Linked DNA regions of Sus scrofa: region 2 is linked to region 1. Evidence: chromatin contacts called from public Hi-C data. All regions are on one chromosome and are shown on one strand. The core of a region is the stretch at or near the end of the contact, and the rest is flanking DNA. Distances in the headings are between cores, read along the strand shown. Region 1 overlaps AUTS2 (AUTS2, activator of transcription and developmental regulator). Region 2 overlaps AUTS2 (AUTS2, activator of transcription and developmental regulator).

Evidence for each region. Hi-C and Micro-C count contacts between places; a contact is called where the count stands out from the background.
Region 2: a Hi-C map of embryonic fibroblasts shows a contact between it and region 1, with 3 times the contacts expected there. The contact joins two enhancer-like sites. A contact is called at or near these places in 3 of 47 Hi-C or Micro-C datasets (embryonic fibroblasts and fibroblasts).

The regions. Positions count from the first base shown.
Region 1 is chr3:14,379,702-14,382,841 of Sscrofa11.1, forward strand. All of the region lies in intron 4 of AUTS2 (AUTS2, activator of transcription and developmental regulator), which reads left to right. Among named protein-coding and RNA genes, the nearest start is that of GALNT17, 650 kb to the right of the region's middle. Within about 2 kb of position 1,695, at least 9 of the 83 cell types and tissues checked have an H3K27ac peak or open chromatin away from gene starts, as enhancers often do. A contact at or near this core is called in embryonic fibroblasts, where this site is marked.
Region 2 is chr3:14,699,998-14,703,180 of Sscrofa11.1, forward strand. All of the region lies in intron 5 of AUTS2 (AUTS2, activator of transcription and developmental regulator), which reads left to right. Among named protein-coding and RNA genes, the nearest start is that of GALNT17, 320 kb to the right of the region's middle. Within about 2 kb of position 1,699, at least 47 of the 83 cell types and tissues checked have an H3K27ac peak or open chromatin away from gene starts, as enhancers often do. A contact at or near this core is called in embryonic fibroblasts, where this site is marked.

The DNA of each region.
Region 1 (3,140 bases), core at 445-2,944:
AGTGTGGTGACCCAGTTACACATACATGTATACATTCTTTTTTCTCACATTATCAGGCTCCATCATAAGTGACTAGACATAGATACCAGTGCTACACAGCATGATCTCATTGCTCATCCATTCCAAATGCAATAGTCTGTATCTATGAACCCCAAGCAACCCCATCCACCCCTCCCCCTCCCCCTTGGCAAACACAAGTCTATTCTCTAAGTCCATGATTTTCTTTTCTATGGAGAGGATCATTTGTGCCATATATTAGATTCCAGATATAAGGGGTATCATATGGTATTTGTCTTTCTCTTTCTGACTTACTTCACTCAGTATGAGAGTCTCTAGTTCCATCCATGTTGCTGCAAATGGCATTATTTTGTTCTTTTTATGACTAAGTAGTATTCCATTGTATTTCTAAGATGCAAAGGGTTGTTGAAACTCGTTCTCCTTCCAAATTTAAGTATGGTGCTTGACATTCTAAAATGAGGTTATCTGGACCCAAATTCCAATAAGAGATTAATACAGTAAGTTTTCTCTATTGTGCTAACGTTACTTAGATTTTTAAAAGTGGAAATTCAGACTTGGGTGTGGAAGTGATAGTCCTTAAAGTATTTGAAGGTCTTTGTAGGCATATTGTAAGTTGGGCCTTTTTTTGGGGGGGGCCCATAATTTTAATGATTTTGATTTTGAGCTTTAAATAAAAAGTTCAGTTAGTCTGTCTCTGTCTAAAAAACAGTGGTTAATACTGTTTATTTTATAAATGAGACACTTGACTCTCCGAAAGAAAACCCTTTAGGGAAGGGTGCCAATATTGGCTTTTAAAGGGAAGAAAGGAAAATTAAGCACATATCTTGAAATGGGTCCTTGGCGATCTATTCTTCTCTTTATCTCAAGTGATGGCAGTATTAGAAGTGCACATTTGTAAAACTTCAGATCCCACTCAGTGGTACCTGTTTCCCCCGCACAACTTATTCAAAGAAAACTGGATGTAGGGAGTCATTTTGCCTGATTTTGAGTCTTAGGAATGGTTTTTCTCCTTTCCTTTTCTTCCACCATTGACTTCATTTCCCTGGCTCACTCTCCAGCGAGACAAAGGAGGGAGCCAAGCCAGGACAAGTGAGTTGCCACTTGGAATGTTTCTTCTCCCTAAAGGCTGTGTCTGTGAAGGGCTCATAGTCACCAGTGGACTCTGAACTTCTCTTTTCTGGAGTCTCAGGCTGGCTTTCAGGATGGGCAGTATGTTTGCTCTCCAAAATAGTCCTCCCATCCCCCGAGACATCAATCTCTTCCCCAAACCGGCCTTGGCCTTACTGCATTTTCAGTGCCCTCCTGTTTGTTACTTCTCATTCCCACTGGGGGGAAAATATGGGTATATAGCAGATTTGTTTAATATTACCATCAACTAACCCTCCGTGCAAATAAAGATCCATGAAAATCAAGCCAGATAACAGTGTTAAGGCAAACTAGTTAGACTGTGTTTTTTGATCCAATGTTCCTTGCTTCTTATGCCTCAGCCTCTTTTCCTTTAAGCCTCGTCCTGATCTGTGGGCCTGTGCTTATGGCCATGGCTGTTTTCCAGAGCATTCCTGGGCTGCTCCAGTCTTCAGGCTCCTGTCTAAATAATGACTAGGTTCCTGAGGTGTCATCACCACCCCCTGAAGAATCTGACACCCTTTGAAATGTGCAGTCACACCTGCAAAGGGCTGAATCATACAGTCCAAGGAGGTCAGTCATCCACCAAAGAAGTAAGGCTGGTGCTAACATAAAGGGGAGAAGAGGCCCAAGTGAGCCAACTCAGCATAACCTGCATGCTCCCTGCTTGACTCATTGCCCATCGGAGTTAATAGGATTCGGTCCTGCCTGAGCTCTTTCAGCTCTGGAAGCTTCAGAATGAAGATTGCTGAAATTAGAGAACTTTAAGAGGACTATATATGTGTGTATATATATATAGATATACATACACACACACACATACATACATACATATATATGTACATTTTTCTTTACATAGACACATGCGTGTATACATGTAAGTGTATATTGATATATGCCTAAACAAATAAAACATATGTTCATGCATGCACTCATGCACACCCACACACCCTGAAAGAATTCTAATTTAGGGTAGATTTAACCTTCTGACAATTCAAAGGGAAAAGTTAGAGCCTATGAAGTGATTATTATGGAAACCCAACTGAGCCTTTCCTGGAAATGCGGGAACCACAAAAATTTTTTAGCATTTGAAAAGATGACAAATGCTGATTTATGCAGACCTCAGGATTCCATTCCTAGGGCTCTGTCATTTATTACTTCCATCAGCAAGAATGGTTTCTTTTAACAGCAGATTAAGTGTTTACACTGATGACAATTAAGGATGGTGAAATAATTCCAATAAAGCAAAAACCAGACCAGCATGGGGAGTAAAGCTAGTCAGTCCTCAAATCTCTCTCTCCTCGCTCTCCTTTCTCCTGTTTCTTTCTTTTCTCTACCTGGTTTCTCCCTTCGCTCCCTTTCCAGCCTTCTTTCCTTGTCTGGGAAGGCTGAGCAGAATCAAACAACACAGCTCATGGAGATGCTGTCTCAGATAAGAATTCAAATCCAGAAATACCATACTAGGAACTAATTTTAAAATATTTCTTTCCAGGGAAAGTAAAACGTTCCTTGTCATCTTAAGAAATAAGCATGCTCTTTGGTATTCCAGGCCAGGAAAATTCACTTTAAGAAGTTGGAGTACTTGTCTTTACATGTGACGGGATAGTAGCTCTTTCTCTGATTTTTCTTTTTTCAATCAGAAAGAAAGGTTTGGCGTTTCTTTTTTTATAGGAAGACAATTGTCAACATTCTGGATTCCAAAACAGTGAAATCCTAAGTCTTAGGTAAAATATCCCTGAACAGATTATTCTGAATGTTTTGTATAGCTCCTGATTCTATTAATTTAACACTTATTCAGTGATACTTAAAGAACGTTTTCCCAGAACTCTACAGGGTATGGAAACATGGACATCCACACCCGTAAGCTGCAGTGGTGTCACCTGCAAGAAGGTGTCCCCTGTTAGGTCGGAGAGAGGCAGGTACTTCAAGAAAGATTATCTCCATAACTCTGAGACCAGTTAGCCCCATTTAGAACCAAAGGGACAGAGACTCTGGGA
Region 2 (3,183 bases), core at 449-2,948, 320 kb after region 1:
AGAACCCTCCCAGTTGCAACCTAGGTCTCTGCTGGCCTGTTTGCCCTGTGCTGAGAAAACCTCAGCAACCTTTCCTATGCACCAAGGAGGGACCCTGCCAAGCTGCAGATGGGGAATGAAAACTCCAGATGTTTGCGGGGGGGGGGGTGTCTCCTTGCCCCCAGGTATGGCCTGGTACTCTTGCAGGGCCTCTGTGGTTGGGGTAGTAGCGTAAGGAGGCCAGAATTCTGGCCAGGGGCCCACCAGACTGGACAGAAGGGAGCTTTGGCGCTCTGGTTGCCCGTGTGTTGCTCAGGGGCATCCACTAGGGGCCAAGTTTGTGGTCATTGAGCACCTCCGCCCTCCCCGCCACCCCTTTCGGGCAGGCGCTACACAGGGCGCTAGAGAACACATGACGGTAAATGTTAGGATGATAGTAATTGTGCATTCAGTGAGGCTGTGGCTTTGCTTTAATCCTTTCCCTGCATCTGGCGGTCACAACCAGCGCCACATTTGTGGATGGAAGGTGTATAAATGACAGTGGATTTGAGGACTAAGGGGAGGGGCACTTGTAACGGCCACTTCATGCGCTGGTATCCTTGAGCCGCTGTGTTCAGCCTTTGACCAGGCGGGGATAAGGTTGGATTAAGTACTTTCTTCGAATACTAGACTCTGGCTGCGCACCCCCCCCCCGCCTCCATTTTCAACAATGTACTTATTGAACACCTACTATGTGCCAGGTGGTTTCCATAACTTACTTTCTCATTTCTCATCACAACTACCCTGAGAGCTGGCTCTCTGCAGATGTGACTGGCCTAGTGGCAATACAGCCCCAGCCTGTGGGCCTAGTGGCCTTTCCCTGCCGCGGCGCAGTCGTGGAAGCCGCAGCTGCGGGGAGGACACGGCAGTGCCCGCCGCGCCCGCCCGCCGGGAAGGCGGCCGTGGGGACCTCGGGCCCGAGCCGCGGGGGTGGGAGGGGGAAGCGACAGCTGTCGAGGCCGAGCCCGGGGACTGCGCCCCCGCGGGGCCGACCCGGCGCCGGGGCCGAGAGGAGGGGCGGCGAGGGGCGGGGCGCGCGGGGCGGGACGGAGGAGGGGCGGCGGCACCGGCGGCTCGGGCTCGGCGCGCCGAGGAAGTCCCGCTCCGAGAGCTGCGAGCGTCTGGAGGAGGCGCGCTCGGCGCAGTCGGGGAGCGAAGTCCGGAGCGAGGGGCCCCTGTGCCGCCGCCGCCCCCTCCCGCCACCCGTCCAGCCAGGGAACCCGCGGCGCCGGCGGCCGATGGAGTTTACTTGAGCGGCGAGCCGGCGGGAGAGGCAGGCGCCCGCGAGCGGAGCGCGGGCCGGAGCCGAGCCAGCCCTAGGCGCTGCCCGTCCGCCCGCGAGCTCCGGCCGGGAGGCGCCGCCGGCCCCGCGTAGCCCGCCCGGCGCCCCGGCCGCTGCAGCGCCGCCCGCGCCGCGCGCCAGTGAGATCGGCTCCGAATAAAGACTCCCAGAGCGTCTCCTCCAGCGCCGCGGCGGTGGCGGCGGGACCGGGACCGGGACTGGTCGGCCCGCGGTGCTGCTGGAGAGGCGGGAGCGGCAGTCGGGGAGCCCGAGGCGGCCGCCGGGGAGAAGCCGCCGCCGCCGCCGCCGCCGCCGCCGCGCGCCCTCCTCCTCCTCCTCCCTCTCCCTCCTCCCCTCCGCACATGGTCTCCTTTGTCCTGTCGCCGCCGCCGCCTCGCTCTTAGCTCCGCGCGCCGCGGCCGCGGCTCGGGCCGCTCCTCTCCGCCTCGCCCGCTCGCCGGCCCGCCCGGGACGCCCCTCCGGTCCCCGCCGTGCCCCGCGGCCCCGCGCGCCGCCGGAGCCGCCCGGAGGCAGCGGGCGAGCGCCGGCTGGGCGCTCCCTCCCGGCCGCCCGCCCGTCGCCGCCGCCCGCTTGGCCTCGGCCGCGCTGGATGTGTGCAGGCGCTGGCGCTCGGCCGCCCCGGAGCTGCCGCCCGTACGGATTTGGTTGGCGTGCCTCCGCTTTCAGACTTTCACCTGGAAAGGAGAGACTCGCGCGGACGGAGCCCGGTCGGAGTTGGGCGTTTTCTCTTCGTGTGTTTGGCTGGCTTTCCCCCTGGTCTCTGACGATCCCCCATCGTGAGCCTTGCTCTGGAACCAAACCATGAACTTGGGGCTGACAGGACTGCTTAACCCTTTACGACCAGGTAATGCAGCCCCGGGGGCGCGGCTCCCTCGCTTGCCGCCGGTGGTCGGGAGGGAGCGGCGGGCCGGGGGTCTTTTGTTGCGGCGGCCGGGCCGGCGGGCAGGGGTGGCAGGGGCGAGCTCCTCGCGTCTGGCGCGCCCGAACCCCCCGCCGCCACCCCTCCTCCCTCCCGCCGCCCGCCCTCCCTCCGCGGCCCGGTCGCCCGCCTTTGTACTTTCCTCCCCTGGCCCGCCGGGCTCCGGCGGGGAGCGGCGGCGCGAGCGGCCGGAGCTACGCGGTCGTGCCCGGGGACCGGAGCCGCCCCGAGGGGCTGCGCCTGCCTCCGGCCGGGGCCTGGCACCCGCTCGGGCTAGAGCTCTGGGCGCTGCGCTCGCTACCGGTGCCGGGGGTAGCGCTTCCCCGCGCAGAGGTCGGGATCCTGGCCCGCACGCGCGGTGCCCAGGGAAGCGAAAGGAGAGCTGGGCTGGGATCGCGGCCGCTGGGCAAAGAACTCGCACCCAAGTTTCGGGGAGGTTTCTCTTTTCTGGTTGCAAAGCCCCTCCGGGTGCGGGTGCGGGTGCGGAGGGCCGTCCGCGGGGTCCGCGAGCGAAGGGAATGAAGGTGGACCTTTAACAGGAGAGGCTGCGTCCCACCCCTGTCTGCTCCTCCGAAGGCTTTTATTCGTTTTCCTCATTCTCCGTGTTCCTTCCTTCAATCTCTTTGACTTATTTAACTTTTCTTTAAACACCAACTACGGCGTCTAGCAATTTTTCAGTATTAACCCCCCCCCCATAAAAAACAGCCAAGAGGGAGCTTTGTTTTTCTATCCTTTCTAGATGCAGCCACTTCACGCCCTCACTCTCCGAAACCGAGCGAGGGGGATGAAACGAAATGGCGAGCAAAACCTGAAGTCGTTAGTATGTAGAGGTGCCCCCGTGGTAAAAAAATAAAGGAGAGGAGAGGATCTGCTCGCTAGCTAAGTCTCGGCTCGGCACGTTTCCATTAGCCGAACTGCTGATTATAAAGGGGGGGGGCAGGAA